Regions from separate parts of the Mus musculus genome. Here all the other regions are linked to region 3. Evidence: chromatin contacts called from public promoter capture Hi-C data. All regions are on one chromosome and are shown on one strand. The core of a region is the stretch at or near the end of the contact, and the rest is flanking DNA. Distances in the headings are between cores, read along the strand shown. Region 1 has its middle 14 kb from the start of Gm38552. Region 2 has its middle 160 kb from the start of 4922502N22Rik. Region 3 holds the start of Lmo3 (LIM domain only 3).

Evidence for each region. Promoter capture Hi-C pulls out the DNA fragments that hold promoters and counts their contacts.
Region 1: a promoter capture Hi-C map of hippocampal neurons shows a contact between it and region 3, with 5 times the contacts expected there. The contact joins the enhancer-like site here to the promoter of Lmo3 in region 3. A contact is called at or near these places in 2 of 39 promoter capture datasets (hippocampal neurons and liver), 4 of 115 datasets of contacts at active chromatin or transcription factors (astrocytes, embryonic forebrain, forebrain and 1 more) and 2 of 9 other capture datasets (adipose tissue and embryonic stem cells).
Region 2: a contact with region 3 is called in a promoter capture Hi-C map of hippocampal neurons, with 4 times the contacts expected there. The contact joins the enhancer-like site here to the promoter of Lmo3 in region 3. A contact is called at or near these places in 2 of 39 promoter capture datasets (hippocampal neurons and liver), 4 of 115 datasets of contacts at active chromatin or transcription factors (astrocytes, embryonic hindbrain, forebrain and 1 more) and 2 of 9 other capture datasets (embryonic stem cells and embryonic tail).

Annotation. Positions count from the first base shown.
Region 1 is chr6:137,869,434-137,872,638 of GRCm38.p6, forward strand. No RefSeq gene overlaps it. Among named protein-coding and RNA genes, the nearest start is that of Gm38552, 14 kb to the left of the region's middle. Within about 2 kb of position 1,553, at least 16 of the 459 cell types and tissues checked have an H3K27ac peak or open chromatin away from gene starts, as enhancers often do. A contact at or near this core is called in hippocampal neurons, where this site is marked.
Region 2 is chr6:139,159,032-139,162,188 of GRCm38.p6, forward strand. No RefSeq gene overlaps it. Among named protein-coding and RNA genes, the nearest start is that of 4922502N22Rik, 160 kb to the right of the region's middle. Within about 2 kb of position 1,535, at least 8 of the 459 cell types and tissues checked have an H3K27ac peak or open chromatin away from gene starts, as enhancers often do. A contact at or near this core is called in hippocampal neurons, where this site is marked.
Region 3 is chr6:138,421,252-138,424,433 of GRCm38.p6, forward strand. Lmo3 (LIM domain only 3) reads right to left here and starts at 1,779. Exons shown (of 4, transcript NM_001356306.1): 1 at 1,190-1,779. It overlaps A830011K09Rik (RIKEN cDNA A830011K09 gene), which reads left to right and starts at 1,854. Exons shown (of 4, transcript NR_126073.1): 1 at 1,854-2,114.

The DNA.
Region 1 (3,205 bases), core at 303-2,802, 550 kb before region 3:
GGCATAGCCTCACAAGAGACAGCTATATCAGGGTCCTTTCAGCAAAATCTTGCTGGCATATGCAATAGTGCACTTGAACCACTTTAATCCCAGAAAAATGTTTAAAAGACTTTATTTGATAAGGGTCATAATTTAGTTGGAAGAGTGTGTAGTGAACAGTGTTATTTTAAAATTTATATACTTTTTAAATCTTTTTGTGCATTTATTTGAGTACACATACACTATACTTTTCCTATAAAGGTAGTTGTTTTTCTCATTTTATCATGTGTGTGTGTTGGGGGGGGGGGTTCCAGGGACTGAGCTCAGCTCATAAGGCATGGGAACAGACATTTCCACCTGCTGAAACATCTCACTGGTTCTATACATTGATACAGCCCTGGTATTTTAATTAGACAAAATGGACAACTTTTGTTTGACTCTCAAAGTCTTCATGGACTTTTGTGTCAAAGGAGAAAACGTGTAGTGCCCAGCAACTGAGTTTCTCTGTCCCCATGGGTCCCTCGTGTGATTAAGAACTTAGATCCCAGCCCCTGCTGCAGGGAAGTTCCGCTATCTGATGGGAACACAGAGTGAAGGCAAATTGGAAGCATGACCATGCTCCAACCACAGAGTGCCTGCTTCTGCTTCCACCATGACATGAGCACAGGGAAGAAACACCACCATGGGGCACTGATCAACATGGAAATAATGTGCTAATACGCCAGGCCATGTGGCTCGGTCCTCACCTCATTTCAGTTCAGAGATTTCATTGTAAAGTCATGTGCAAGCATGAACAAATGGGTAGTTTGGCCACAGTTAATGGATTTGAAATCATTATTAATTTTTAGCCCTATAAAAACATTGATTTAGAGGAACCTTTATAACATTGAAAGTGCATTGTATTTAGGAGTAATTAGCATCCTCTAATTAGGAAGAATTACCAAGTGCTTTTCTCTCTTGGCTCTGCGGAAGCTAGCGCAGCTGCATGCAATTTAATCACAAAGGAAACAGCTTGTGTTTTATGTTGAATCTGCCTTTAATGGATTAAAAAATATTCTTTGGTATCCTATTTTATAATTAAAAGATACATTTGAGTCACCAGTGTTAGAAAACGTGATTAGCCCAAATGCCATTAACCCTATGGGTCAGACCTTTCTCCTAGATGCACGCACACATACATACATACTCATGCATGCACACACAGACACACACAGACACACACAGACACACACACACACACACACACACACACACACACACACACACACACACACACACACACACGGTGGGAGCATAGGAAGTTGATCTGTCTGTCCATATGCTCATGAAGCTGTGTGTCTTAATACTGACTCCGCTATTTTTATTCCTCCATACGACTCCCATATTTTCATGTGCACTTAGGCTCAATGATGCTCTTTGCTAACCAGAGAGGCGTGTAGGCAATTGCTGGGTATGAAGATGCTGACATTTTCTGAATTTCGAATGACAAATGACATGCTCCTGTCAGCTGACTATAACGCAGCAACATATGGTGCTTCTGATGGTGGGTGTTATTTCAAAGTTTGCAAATCACACCATGAGAGAGTCCCTCTGCTGGGCTCCTGGAATACTTAGCAACTGTGAATCTGAAATGACAGTACAGAGAAAGCACTAAAAAGAAAAAGAAAAAAAAACAAACTCCCTCCACCTTGTTGACAAGAAGGCGGTAGAACTCCGAATGAGTGAACGCTTCATTGATTCTCACAGGTGGAGGGGTTGCGATGTCAATCTATTGAGAGAGGAAGCCTTGTGCTTTCCTTTTAGAAAAACTAGGAAATGGTCTAATTTCTTACATTAGCCTACAAATTATCACATTTCAGGGAAAGCATAAAAAAAAAATCCAGGGACTGACAATTAGAATAATTGTTAACTATGGTACAGAAAAGCTTGGGAATGGAGTCTTGTTATTTCAGGGTGTAGAGAAAGTTGACAAAAAGTGTGTTCATCCCCCATTTGAAAGATAACATCAAAGACTTGGAAAGAGAGTATCCCCTTTACTTTTCGAAGGCTTGGAAAGAAAGTATCTATCCGCTGTTGCAACCAGCCCAGTTTACCTAAAACAACCCTGTCCCGCTCTTTCCACCGGGTGCTTAGTTTCTTTAATAGTGTCCACATTCGAAGCATTTCCAGCACGGCAGAGTAACCCATCAGAAATGCAACAGAATTAACTCGCTGTCTGCTTCCATTTCAGCAATTTCACACAAAGCCCTCCCTAGACCACGGCCCAGGGCTCCTGCTTCTGTCTGCTCCTCCTGAGAATCCAAGCCCTTCCAGTGTTCCTTATCACAAACGAGACTGATTTATGCATAAAGAGTACACAGAAACTACCAGTGAGCAAGGATGGCATCTATTTCCCTCAGTTAAGCAACCCGTTTCATTGACCTTCCTCGATGCTTTCAGTAACTTTACCCCCAAATCAATGAATTCTGAGATTTTTTTTTTCATTCAAGAAATGGAAATTGTCCAGTAGCCTGAGGAACCCTGGGACGGATGCCTTTAGATAGTCTAGGTTCTTAACTTCACCGGTGTTAGGGGTAGGTCCAGGTGATGGCCGCAAACAGCAACAATCTAAGAAGAATGTCTGAATCAAATCACACGTTCACTCACTCGTCTGTCTTGCTTTTGAGTCATTAGAAAAGGAACGCTTTTCCTCAGCATACAATTAACCTGTTCAGAGCAACTGAACAAGAGAGGCTTGTGTGTGTGATTGCTATTGTTTATGTCTTTAAAAAAGTAATTCAAACAGGAAGTGACGGCGAGCCATAGTGTCGTGCTGCGAAGAGGCTGCCTATACAGACTGGTTATTTGGGGCCGAGCAGAGCAACAATGGTTGCATGCCAGGTACCCCTCACCATGATCTCAGGACTCAAAGCAATTCCCCAGCTTGTCTTTGCACAAATACGAAACAGGCATTTCTTCTGTGTGCATGTCTTAGGGGGAAAAAAAGGCATTTTGTATCTGTACGGACCCAATTATCAGTTTGTTGATTCTAAGCGGCACACAAATCTACTCTCTCTTCTCACTGAATGACGCATGCCTCGCCGAATGGCACTAGCCTGACCTTGTCAATAGAGGGCGCCGAAGGAACAACGTGTCTCTTCTGGATCAGCTTCAGTTAAGTTGGTATTTGTGGAACCTCCCTCTTGGACTCTTCTTCCAGCTCTGCAAATGCTAGTTTGAGACAGCT
Region 2 (3,157 bases), core at 285-2,784, 740 kb after region 3:
CCTCCTTTGTCTTTCTGCCTGTGACAGTTTAGAAACAATGACCCTCTCTGTTAAAGTAACTTGGTTAATTAATGGATTACATAAGCACAAACTCATAGGATATGTCATAATTACTTAATCACATAAGTACATTGTAATACACCTTCAGGATGTTTTACCTTTTGTTTGTTGTAAACAGGTAAAGTTCAAACATTGGCTCTCCCTCATACCTTAGCCATGCATAACTTTGGGGGTCCTTGACAAAAACAAGGTGGATGGACAATAGCTTTGCAAAGATACATTTGTGAGCAGTTGCCAGGATATGAAGCTAACATAAAAATCATTCCTGTTGGAATAACCTGGAATCATGTAGATATAAACTAAAAAGACATTTTACACTTTCAAATGCAGATATAAATTTCAATACAATATATTTATCATTGCATATTTTACAAATACATTAATATACCTAACTATTGCCTATATCTTAAAACTGATAATAGTGTAGTGCTTTTTTAAGACCCAAGAAAATCTGCTTTTAAGCACTAAAAATAAATCTCTTAGTGCAGCTAAAAACGTTAGCTCTTTAAATATATCCATCTTGACTAGGGGTTTCTTTTTTTAAAGATATCATCCACATATGCAATATGTGTTGGTCATATCCATCCACCTCTCCCTCTCTCCAGTAGCCCTGTCTTCCAAAATGGCTTCCCTTCTTTGTATGCCCTTTTCTTAATAATCCACTGATTTTAAAGTTTCTGCCCATATGTCTGTGTATGTGGTCATCTCTTGGGGAAAGGACAATTTACCAGTGGTCATACCGTGCCCTATACCACCAAAGAAGCTTGCCTCTTTCTCCTCCTACAACCCACAACTGCGAGTATCTGCTTAGTTAAGGGTTTGAGCATCTGGAGCCACTCTCACTCTGTGCTTAGAATAACTCTCTGGATCTTGTGGACTTCTTGTGTGGGAAACCACAGCTGCTGTGAGTTCTTGTAGAGAGCAGCTGAGCTGTCTAAAAAGCCAGCCGTTCACAGTATGTCTGTTCATCTTCTGACTCTTACAGACCTCCAGTATATTCGGTGATATTTGTTGAGCTTTGTTCAGGGGTTGGTACAGATGTTGACTTTTGAACCAAACTGGACAATATCAAGCAGTGACATAAGCTGGTAAAACAGTTACACCAAAAGGACAAATTTGTCTCAGCTCCATAAAAATAATTTTCTTTCTCAGGAAACAATAATCATTATGTTCACAATGGTGAAGCTGAATTAGGATATATTTAGATGTCTTAAAAATGAGATTAAAGACACAATAAAGAAGGTTGATGCCATATATGTACATTAAGGTGTAATACATATATTATGACATCCATCAGGTTATAAAATCTTGTCTCCTAACACAGTTATAGTTCCCTGATGCTTTTCAGTGTGAGTATGTTGGTATTTTATTGAAAACAGAATTAGAAACTGGGGGCAGATGACAGCCTTTGCATTTGCATAGGCGAGTAAAATCACTTGATGTCGAAGCCAAGGAGAAATTATGTGATGCTTTCACTCAGAGGCCTTGTTCTATTTGCATCCATTTTCCCGGCCCACTACAGCTTTTTCTGGATCAGTTACTGTTAAAGGATTGATTTGACTTTGGTTTCTGGCACTGCCGATGTTCCGTTCCCTTAAGTCTGTGTTTTACTTTAATCTCTCAGGACATGACTGCGAGAGTTGAGAAGAAAGGAAGTTGATCAACCCTGTAGAATTGTTTAATATCTGCTTGATATTTTGGGCACTTCTGTGAATGATCTACATCTTGCAACATTTTATCTATTTTATTCCCTTCTATTTATATGTTATCAGTTAGGAAACATAACATATATTTATGTTATATATATATATATATATGTATGTATGTATATATATATACATATACATATATATATTCTATGGGGAATACATATTTTCTTGTAGTATACAGATATTTCAGTCTAAACTTTTCTAATTAAGATGATGACAAAATGAAGAATTTCTGAGTTGAGTATCTGTTAGAATTCTCTTTTCTAATTAAAGCTGCTAAGTAGAATGTTTAACTGACTGCATGTGCTAGGTAACTGTTAATGAGATGAAAAACTATCTGAAGAAAACCGGCTAAAGTTGTAAACTACACATCTTCTGAGGCAGAGAAACCCAGCTGTGTAACTTTGCACATACTTGGAGTCCCCTGTCTCATTTAATGTTAAATAATTGCCATTGATCTGCAAATATCTCACAGAGAAGCTGTGTCTGCCATCAGGATATGCATTAATATGAACTTGTCCTTGTGAGTAGTTTTGCTTAGACACCTACATGGCACGTTGTACCTCATGACACCGAAAAGTGTTCAGTTCCTCTCATTCAGTTATAGATGAAACATAGATTTATAGTATCAGTTTAACACATGTACTCTTTACAAATGTTGATGATAATAATATAAAAGGCAGAGATCTTCCAGTTCGCTGAAGTCAAGATCAATACAGACTCTTTTGCTCTCTCTAGTTTTTAAGATAATGTGGTGTTTATTTGTTGCCTGGTTAGAAATGCTCCTGGTATCCTAGAAGGTTTGACCATCTGGGTTACCAGGTAAATTTTATTTCTAGATATTTGGTGGAGGCATGTAAGAATGGTGTGCACTAGGAAGGGGAAGGGCTAAGGGGTCCACATAGCATAGAAAGTCAGCCATTCCACCAGGATCTGTTAGTTCCCTGGAAATGGGGACACAGAGTAAGGAAATATCATAGCAGAAGGTCTGCTACTGAACTGGAGATGAAACTAGGTCATTACGTTTGGAGGGATGTAGGAAGACGTGAAGACCTACAGTTACCCTACTTGGTTCTCTGGCCTGAGCAATCTATGGGTACCCATGACATTCCTTCCTTATTTGAGGGCTGGAATAAAGTAATTAGTGAGAGGAAGAAGTTGGGAAAGATCTAGAATACCCTGGAGATGGGAAAAGAATGATGGGCTGGCTTTGTCAGGCACTGGCAGAGCCTCTCAGGAGACAGCTATATCAGGCTCCTGTCAGCAAGCTCTTGTTGCCATCCACAATAGTGTCTGGTTTTGGTGGGTTTTTTTATGGGATGGATCCCTGGGTTGGTGAGCAGGGGGAGGGAGAGGGGAATAATGGGTGGGTTTTCGGATGGAAAACT
Region 3 (3,182 bases), core at 529-3,028:
CTGAGGCGTGCCTGAGTCGCTGCAGCTTCGCATGGAGCACCAAGCCCGGAGGCAGAGAGTAGAAAAGGGAATCACTCGGATCTGGGGCCCAAGCGTGGATCTGGTGAGCAGCATGCAGGGCCCAGGATCCACTATTGTGAAGCCACTTTGGGAGCTGGGGTCTAGTGGCTAGGGAGGCAGGCAGTGGGGGAAGGGACGAGGGAGCGTGTAAAATGATGGCGAATGACAAAGCCACATGCTTCCCTCACTCTGCCTGTAATCCTAAAATCCCAGCGGCCCCTTTTAGCTTCCTAGTAACAAATGGATTTGATTAAACCGTCACACGCAGTGTTAGCATAGCATATCGTGTTCGGTATGAAAAAGATCATAAATCTGACTTGTGTTTCATAACAGCAATCTGAGTAGCCCCGGTTAAAATGTGCTGAATCTCTCTCTCTCTCTCTCTCTCTCTCTCTCTCTCTCTCTCTCTCTCTCTCTCTCTCTCTCTCCCTGTTAAGATGCAGACACTTGGGTACAAGGAACCTATGTCCACTGAACACGACACAGTCACTTTTGCAACACACAGAAGCAGTGTTTTGATATTAAGGTTGCATTGGGAGAAGCAGGGGTGTAGACAAAAACAAGGTTGTAATTTCAACTCTTTCTTGGGGGTGGCAGGCATACATTTCATCAAGCAGGTGTAGAAAGGTCTGGGAAAATACCCAAGACTGATATCACTTCCCTTAGCCTGGTAGCAACACCCCGCCCCCAACCTTTGCAAACTGTCCCAACCCCTCTTCCAGAGTCAGGGTGTGCGAATGTTGCAGCTCCCAATGAACTTTGTCTATTATGCACTAGACTCCTACTTGAGATGTTGCGTCGCGCTGCAGCCGCGCGCTCCACTCTCTTCCTCCGGCATCCACGTCTTCCGCCCCACATCTATTTCATGTCTCATCACAAAAATAATGATGCCTCCCATGATTTAAACAGAACCAAACAAACACAAAACCCTCTCTGCAGACCTGCAGCCCGGTGAAAGTTGCAGTGGTGGTGGGGATGGTTCGGGTGCAGCTTTACTTTATGCCTTCTTGGGAGAGGATGGGGAAGAAGAAGAAAAAAAAGCCACCCAACATCCGCACACGCACGCGCGCACCAGCAGACATACACAGCACAAATAAGCCGACGCGTGAGTACACAACCCCTGACTTACCTTCTCAATTAAGCGATACAGGGGAGGGTGTTCAATGAGCCCAGCGGCTGCTTGGTAGCGCTTCTCCTTGGGAAAGGTCAAAAAGAAACATTGTTTGAAAAAAAAAAAGGAAAAAAAAAAACCGGGGGGTAGAATCTCTCTCTATATATTTTTTTAAGTTTAAAATAATGAGGTCCTCCAGGATCCGCCAAGTACCAGTGTGGACCGCATGCGAGCCACAGGTGTCCTTCTTTTAGGCAACTGCAGTCCGGGGGATGTCTCTCTTGGTCCTGGCTCCTGACAACTTACCCCAGCAGTGTGCGAGGAGCCCGAGCTGAAGGAAGCCCTGGCTCTCAGCCGCAAAATGCAATCCCTTCCCAGCCAGACATAATACAGCCCAAGAAAAGGTCACCCAGTTATTACAGCGCCTCGGAGCCCAGGCAGCGCCTGTCAGATCCACAGTGAAGGCAGCTCCCTTCCGATTTAAGAGTATTTACCTCTCGCCCCCACCCCTCCCTCTTCTCTCTCTTCCTTCTCTCCCTCCCTCTAGCTGGCTCCCTTGCTCGCTAGCTTGCTTGAGCTCTCTCTCTCTCTCTCTCTCTCTCTCTCTCTCTCTCTCTCTCTCTCTCTCTCTCTCTCTCTCTCTCGCTGTGTCTCTGCTGTCTGTTCCGCAGCTCAGTCAAGTACAGCCGCCCTCGGAAAGTGCAAAAGCAGCCACGAGACAGATCCAGGCTTTGTTGCTAATTTCCCAGGGTGAAAATTGACAAGCCTGGGAGTGCAGTCAGCACAACCCATTGCATATGCTACTGACAAACGCTGGGGACATCCCCTCCCACCCATGCCTATCACACAGAGAATGTGACCTCTGCAGGACTGGACTCTGGAAGGACCCTACCTCCAGGACTCGCCCACAAGAAGAACTGCAAAAGAGCTCCAAAGGAGAAGGGTAGGGCTTCCTAAAATAACGGGGGCATTTTGGAATAGGATGGGGACTATGAAAGCAAATTGCCCTCTAAATCTGTTACTGACAGTGCCAGTGGAGGAAGTTAAAATAAAAGCCAAGGAATCAAAGTGCTACCAGGGAACACTGGAAAACTGCACAGCCCTCCTTTTAGTAAATGTCTGGGGGTGTCTGCAGTTTCCAGGGCTATGAATTCTGTTTAGAAACTCTCTGAAGTCCCTGTGCAGAATGCCTTGTCATGTAAACTCAGGCCAGGCAGTGCCACACACCCTTTCCTCTCTCTCGAATGGCCCCAGGAGTCAGACTGTGAACTTGTACCCCATACCAGGTGCTGAACCCAAAGTGGCCACTGAAACACACTTACTACAGATAGGTGAATACTTGACTTTGAAACCTGCTTCAGTGTTAGTCCCCAGGAAGCTGAGCCAGACTTCCAGGACTAAGCCGGTCCCCTGGCCACTTGCCCACCTACACCCTGCCTTCATACACTTATTTTAAGGCCTGGGTACATCCTTTTATTTTTGCCTCTAAATTTTTCCCATTACTCTTAACCTCTTCCCTGCACTCCGATGCTCTATAGGTCACTGGTAGCTTTAAACCATCTCCTTTTTCTAAGTTTTTAAACTTCAGCTATCGCCCACTTTGGTGTCTCTATCAAGGTCCTCTCAGCATCTCTCACAAAGCCTTGTCAAAAGGTTAAGCTTAAAAATAGTGCCAGTTTGAATGACACTGGATGTGATGCTCTCAGTGCCAAGACAGGATCAATTGTTGAACTACCCACCCACCCCAAAAAAACACTACCCACAAAACACCCTTCAAACAATACAGAAAAACTTTGCTACTTCTGTAACATCAATTTTAATATCTATCTATCTATCTATCTATCTATCTATCTATCTATCCGATCTATCAAATTATATATATATATATATATACATATATATATATACACACACACACACACACACACACACACTAAAGCAGTCCCCCTTGAATATTTATGTTAAATTATGCTTCCCTATATCCAAAGTCCTGGCATAGCCGGTCTAATTT